Linked DNA regions of Sus scrofa: region 1 is linked to region 2. Evidence: chromatin contacts called from public HiChIP or PLAC-seq data. All regions are on one chromosome and are shown on one strand. Each heading gives the region's core, a stretch centred on a gene start, on an enhancer-like site or on the middle of the called end of the contact. The rest is flanking DNA. Distances are from core to core; before and after follow the strand shown.

The links. HiChIP or PLAC-seq counts read pairs in DNA pulled down with a chosen protein or histone mark.
Region 1: a contact with region 2 is called in an H3K27ac HiChIP or PLAC-seq map of alveolar macrophages. The contact joins two enhancer-like sites. A contact is called at or near these places in 1 of 47 Hi-C or Micro-C datasets (liver) and 1 of 2 datasets of contacts at active chromatin or transcription factors (alveolar macrophages).

The regions. Positions count from the first base shown.
Region 1 is chr5:60,702,231-60,705,919 of Sscrofa11.1, forward strand. The region is part of intron 1 of ETV6 (transcription factor ETV6); the gene reads right to left. Among named protein-coding and RNA genes, the nearest start is that of ETV6, 73 kb to the right of the region's middle. Within about 2 kb of position 2,326, at least 12 of the 83 cell types and tissues checked have an H3K27ac peak or open chromatin away from gene starts, as enhancers often do. A contact at or near this core is called in alveolar macrophages, where this site is marked.
Region 2 is chr5:60,551,351-60,554,731 of Sscrofa11.1, forward strand. The region is part of intron 4 of ETV6 (transcription factor ETV6); the gene reads right to left. Among named protein-coding and RNA genes, the nearest start is that of BCL2L14, 200 kb to the left of the region's middle. Within about 2 kb of position 1,596, at least 26 of the 83 cell types and tissues checked have an H3K27ac peak or open chromatin away from gene starts, as enhancers often do. A contact at or near this core is called in alveolar macrophages, where this site is marked.

The DNA of each region.
Region 1 (3,689 bases), core at 1,076-3,575, 150 kb after region 2:
TTCGTTTCTGCTGAGCCACGACGGGAACTCTTTGTTGTTTAAGACAACTTAGCAAGGAATTCTTACCCTGATTTTATAGGGAAAACCAGGGCTCCAAGAATTTCAGTTCCAGAGTTAGGAAGTGCCAGAGCTAAGATTTGAATACAGAGCTGTCTTTCCTGACCCCAAAACCTACTGCTCTTTCCACTACACAGGTCAGCCTCTGTTAATCCCAAACTGTAGGGCACAGCGAACTATACTCAATATCTTGTAATAAGCTATAATGGAAAAAAATCTGGAAAACAACACACATTCTTATATGTATACATATATAATATGTACATATGTATACACACACACACATATATAAAATTGATCACTTTTCTATACGTCTGAAATTAACACAATATTCTACCTGTGGTTACCAAAGGGGACAAGGTGGGGATGTGGAGGGACAAACTGGGGGTTTGGGATGGGCATATGCACACTGGGGTCCATGGAACGACTGGCCAACGGGGACCTGCTGTAAAGCACAGGGATCCCTACTCAGTATTCTGTGATCATCTGTGTGGGAAAAGAATCTGAAAGAGAAATGGATGTGTGTCTATGTATAACCCAAGCACTTTCTTGTACAGCAGAAATTATCACAACCTTGCAAATCAACCATACTTCGATAAAACCTAAAAAAACACTTACAGGAATTCCCGTCATGGCGCAGTGGTTAATGAATCCGACTAGGAACCACGAGGTTTCGGGTTCGATCCCTGGCCTTGCTCAGTGGGTTAAGGATCCGGCGTTGCTGTGAGCTGTGGTATAGGTTGCAGACGCGGCTCAGATCCTGCGTTGCTGTGGCTCTGGTGTAGGCTGGTGGCTACAGCTCCGATGAGACCCCTAGCCTGGGAACCTCCATGTGCCCCAGGAGTGGCCCAAGAAATGGCAAAAAGACAAAAAAACCAAAACAAAACAAAAAAACACATACAACATTGTAAATCAACTATACTTCAATTAAAAAAGGGGGAAAAAAATGCCAGCCTCGCTAAGATGTTTTTATTTCCTCACAGAACTCCGTCTGGGACAGTGCACTCAACGCTCATTTGGGGGATGATCGTGCTAATTGCACTGTGTGGCTTTGAAAGATGAAGGCCGTACCTGAATGTGCCAGGAGCACCCTCAGAACCCCTCACCGGCTCTTCAGACACCTACCTCCTCTCCCCACTTCCATCAGCTCTAATAGATCAGCTCCCACTGATCTCGTTCACAGCTCCAGAAGGGTAGGAGCCCCGGCACGCCCTGTGCCACAGAAGCCTGAGGCCACAGCACAAGAGGAGGTCACAAGAGATGCCTTCACTCCCTGGAGGACGCGGGGCCAGCCAGCATGCCGAGGTGCCCATGAACCCACTCCTCGCCCTCATGTCCACACACAGCCGCTGCCCATTTCAGGGAGGGAAGCAGCTGGATGGTCCGGTGTGAAGGCAGAGGGAGGGAGGGGCAAGAGATGCTGTTCACAGGGTCTGCTCCTGTCTCATCCCTCCCACCTCCCACCCCAGCTCCATCCTGGCCAGATGTTCGGGCCTGCACTTGCCGTTCTCCTCCCTGAGCCTCGAGAGCCAGGCCGCTCCCTGTGCCTCTGCGAGAGAACCTCTCAAAGAAGAGAAGCACCGAGGCCTCTGCACGTTGGCTAGAGACAAGCCTACCTTTCTTCTGCATCTGGGGAAATTGCACGTGGGCTTCTGCTGCATCACTTGCCGGCCGATCCTTCCTCACCACCCCTGTTGGGTGACGTCGTCTCAGTGTAGGAAATGCTACAAAAGCTGGCCCTTCAGGAACGAAAATCTCTTCCCTCCCTTATGCCCAGAGCTTACTGTCTCCCTCACAGGCCAGTCCTACACATCAGTATCTTCCACAGGTCCCAAGCTTGTTGGGATGTTTCCCACGCAGTGCCCAAAGAGACTGCAAAATGACTGGGGGCAAGGACCCTATTTTCTTCCCCAAAGAGCATCCACATGATGCTGGACACCCAGGCAGGGCTTCCTAATTTGAAACGCAGGCCTCCCACCTGGAGCAGATGGATCCCAGACTCCAGAGAGGTGGCTCCCTGGGGCCCCGGCCGCAGCTCCCTCACCATAGGGCTCACCGACAGGACAGCAGCCTGGCCAGCCCTCGGAGAGCCTGAAGATCCTGGACTCCGTCTGGTCTGCTGCCAGTTCTGGAGATGCCAGGGAAACCACACGGACTGCCCCGCCAGCCTGGATGAAACACTAAACAGCTCCATCCTGCCTGGCCCCAACCACTTCAGGAAAGAGAGGGGCGCCCGGACCCCGGGCAGTTCCTGTCTGAATGACTCCGTCTGAATCACAGGGCAGGGATCTGCCAAAGGCCCTCACGGTGACTGGGCTTAAGAGTCACGGAGCCCCAGAGCAGCTCCTGCTAACTCCCAACCACGACACCTAGCACCAGGCTGGCTTCTCGCCTGCAGTTGGAGGCCCCGTGCTTTCGGGTCTGCCCCCACTGTGGGAAGGAACTGCTGAGGCCATCCTGAAACCCTTCGCAATTTTTGAACAACGGCCCTTGCGTCTGCCTTTTACCCTGGGCCTCATAAATTAAGTAGCCAGTCCCGCCAAGCACTTGAACCTCAGTCGCTGCAAGAGATGATCCTATCTACAAAACAAAAACAGACCATGGCCAAGGAGAGCAGACTTGTGGCTGCCAGCGGGGCGTGGGGAGGGAACGTGTTGGATGAGGAGTTTGGGGATGCAAACTGCTACCCTTGGAATGGATGGGCAGTGGGGCCCTATGGTACAGCACAGGAAACTGTGTGTGACTTGGTCACGTTGCTGTACAACAGAAAATGAAGAAACACTGTATATCAACTATGCTTTTTTTTTTTTTTTGCTTTTTAGGGCCGCACCCTCAGCATAGGGAGGTTCCCAGGCTAGGGGTCAAATTGGAGCCACAGCTACAGCAACACCAGATCCAAGCCACATCTGCGACCTACACCACAGCTCAGGGCAACACCAGATCCTTAACTGAGCAAGGCCGGCGATCAAACCTGCAACCTCATGGTTCCTAGTCAGTAAATCAACTATCCTTAAAAAAAAAAAAAAAAAAAAAAAAGAGAGAGTCACTGCTAAGCACCTAGTAAGTCTGGGAAGCAGTGCTGGGGAAGTGGGTGTGGGCAGCCAGCAGTTGAGGCTTCGGGCTGGCAGGGGTGATCTGCAGAAGAATAGCCGAATGGCCACCCTCCAGAGGAGGAGCTGGTCCACTGAGGGGGCGCACAGGCTGAGAGGCATGGGGCAACACCACCAGTGACCCTGACACCAGAAAGAGCTTCTCCAACATACACATCAAGGACTGGTCCCCTTTGGAGCACAATTTCTGGGCAACTCCCGCCATCCATCTCAAATCTCTGATTATGGGCCTTGCTTTCTTACTCCCTGATTCAAAGTCTGACGTTCCCCTAGTGTTTTAGAGAGTCTCACCTGAAAAGCTGGCCTTTCATTTGTGTGTTCTTTTCTCCTCAACTTGGGAGAAATGTGCAGGAGGTGAGGGCAGCTGGACTGTGAGAACTCCACGTCCAGGCTGTTCATTCTCAGCTGGAAGCACAGCACTGGTGGTGGCAGTCAATAGGAGGGGGACAGATACCACCATGCCCAGGAAGACAGGTGGGACTCTCAGGGCGCCAACTTCCTGATGCTCATCAGTGACAGTCA
Region 2 (3,381 bases), core at 346-2,845:
AGTTTTTTTTATCCCCCCTACCTAATGCATATGTTTTAACTAAGTTATTTTGAAGCAAATTAAAGATTTTGATATCCTGCCCCAAATACTTGTGTGCTCCTCTAAGAAAACATTTAAGATGATTTTCCTGCACAGTCATAGTAACATTGTTAAACAGGAGAAAACAGAAAGAATGGGGAAAAAAATTGAAGAAATAATGGCCAATTGTCCTCAAATTTGTAGCAACAACAACCACAAATACACATACTGATCCAAGAAGCTCAGTAAATCCCATGCAAGATAAATACAGTGAAAGCTACATCCAGGCACACAGTCAAACTGCTAAAAACCAAAGATAAAGAGAAAATCTTGAAAGCAACCAGAGGGGGGAAAAAAGGTTATACCATATACAGGGGAAAAGTTACATTAACATGGCCACCTTCTTTCTTAAACAGCTAGCAAAGAGAGAGAGAGTGTGCAAGCATACGCACTAGAAAGATAGAAATGGAGACCTATATATAGATTAAAAAATACTTAAGAGGAGTTCCCACTGTGACTCAGTGGAAACTAACCTGACTAGTAACCATGAGGATGTGGGTTTGATCCCTGGCCCTGCTCAGTGGGTTAAGGATCTGGCATTGCTGTGGCTGTGGTGTAGGCTGGCAGCTGCAGCTCTGATTGCTACCTAGCCTGTGAACTTCCATGTGCTGAGGGTGCGGCCCTAAAAAGAAAAAAGAAAGACTTAAGAGACACATCAAACCATCTGCAAAGTACAGACAGACTTGCTTGGGTTGTGATTCAAATCAACTATAAAAACTCTTATGAGACTGTTGGAAAAATGTGCACATTCATAAAATAGCTGATGATACTGAGGTGCTATTCGTTTTCAGGAGATGTGAAGGATCTCTGATTATAATTTTATAAAGGGATTTAAAGTACTCAACCTTGCAAGATACAGGTTGGGATGACAAGTACCAACTTCCTCACTTTAACCTCAGTGCAAGTAAATACTTACAGGGTACCGATTGGGCCCGTGGAATTAACTTATTTAATAGCTGCGATAATTAGTATGATAGACATGATCTGTGATCTCTCAGGGATGAGGCACGTTTTCTTTTCAGAGCTAATATGGATCAATTCTGCCCTCCACAAAAATGAATTTATCTTTTGTCCATGGTTCACGTCTCATTTGTCACCGAATATGATCACGGGAAGCCATATTTAAGACAGCTGCATTTTGAAGTTTCATATATTTTCTTCTAAATGCCATTTACAGAACGTCTCCCTTTCATTAAACTTATTCAGGTTTAAAAACACTCAAGGATGATGAAGACGATGTATTTCAAAATCCCATTTCCCGAATCCATTTCCTGTCTTACAAATTTCCAAACGGACACAGGCGGTGGCCAGTCGTCTGGTTACCTGCAGGCTTTCTTTGATGTCCTGGGTTTCAAGGCTCAGTGGATGGGTGTGCACTCAGGACAAGCCTTAGGAAGTCGGGGAGGGCTGCGAGAGGAAGAACTTTCATGCTAAGGGGAAAAGAGGAACTGATGTAATGTCCTGGAGAAATTTCACTCTCTGTTCCTGCCTAGATTTTGGGAACAATGACGGAGGGAGATAGTGCTCTGGACAATCCAGCTCAGATCTTACTTCTGACTCAGGATCTGGGCAGGAACAGGACTCGGAGGAGCTTGATTTATTTATTTCTCGGCAGACACCACTGAAAGAGGAAGTACTTGATGAAGCTGATAACATTAATGGCAGAGAACTGGATCTAAGGGTATTTAATTCCAGGCTCCTGGTGGTCTGGGCACAACCACTGTCAAGGCCGAAAGGTCTGCCTTGAGCCCTTCCAAGCTTTGTTTCAGGTTGCAAAGCACGTGCCCACGTTTGGAGTGGATTCTGACGTTGCTGCCCTGCTGCCTCTGTTATTATAAGTTGGCAGCGGGGTATGGAAACTTATGAGACCAGAGGCGGCAGGCAGAGAAGCTCCGGACACAGGAAGTGCACTGAGAGGACAGTGGGTGCATTAAATCCCCCAGATGTAGGAGTCTTCTGTCTAAAACAAGAAGTTTTTTTTTTTTTTTTCGGTCTGGCCTTGATGTCTGGGTTTGTTCTTGGTGAACGGCCCAGCTGGAAAACTGGGAAATAATCCACATTGCCCTTGGTCTGAAGGTCTTGATATGGGAGAGAAACACACAAGGAAGAGAGAGGAAAAGCCGCAAGTAATCGGTCAGTGGGAAGACCCAGGTCTGGTTGGGACCTCATTCTGAAAGTACTTTCTGATCCCAAACCCTTCTCTCTGTAGACCTCTTCTAGATACAAACCAGCCCTTCTTCTCACTACCAAAGAGTCCCCCACAAATTAGGACTGTGAATGTGATGGTCACAAAAAAGGGCTGATTTCTTTTCTCAGCTTCTTTTCTCATTAGAAAAGTGTCTCCAAAATTCACCCACATTTGACCCAATTGGAGCTCCCGTTGTGGCGGAGCAGACATATCCGACTAGTATCCATGAGGATGTGGGTTCGATCCCTGGCCTTGCTCAGTGGGTCGGAGATCTGGTGTTGCCATGAGCTATGGTGTAGGTCACAGATGTGGCTCAGATCCTGCGTTGCTGTGGCTGGGGTGTAGGCCGGCAGCTGCAGCTCTGATTCCACTCCTAACCTGAGAACTTCTCTTTGCCACAGGTGCAGCCCTAAATAGTCAAAAGCAAAAAAAAAATTTTTTTTTTGGACCCAATTTAATCACAATATATAATGATTAACTAGTAGACCCTAAAAAACAAAACTCTGCCTTTGGTTAAAGTCTTGGGGTTTGACTAGGAAATTTCCAGGGCAGAGCACAGGCTAAGATCAAGTTTCTCTCACACCCCAGGATCACATTTCCCCATTCATGCTTTCTCTAAGCCCATGGATGATGATAAGAGAAGTTAGGGAGATGAAAGTGGTGGGGGGGGAGCAGGTAATTCTCACTCATCATCCTCAGTGATCCATATGCCCCCGCAACACCAAAGAGACCATTTCCCAGACAGTTTAGTAGGAACAATGCATGATATAAAGACCTATACGAAAATGAAAGGCTCGAGGCTTTTTTTTTTTTTTTTTGCTTTTTAGGTCCGCACCTGCAGCATATGGAGGTTCCTAGGCTAGGGGTCAAATTGGAACTGTGGCTGCTGGTCTACACCACAGCTCACGGCAACGTCAGATCCTTAACCCACTGATCGAGGCCAGTGATCGAACCCGCAACCTCATGGATGCTAGTTGGATTCATTAACCGATGAGCCAAAACGGAACTCCTGCTCCGAGTTTTGAGATGGAATTCAAAACAGATTTCATATACATACTCGGGTTCTGTCACCCCCTGATACGACTTGTGTCCCCCCACTCCAAAATCTGTATGTT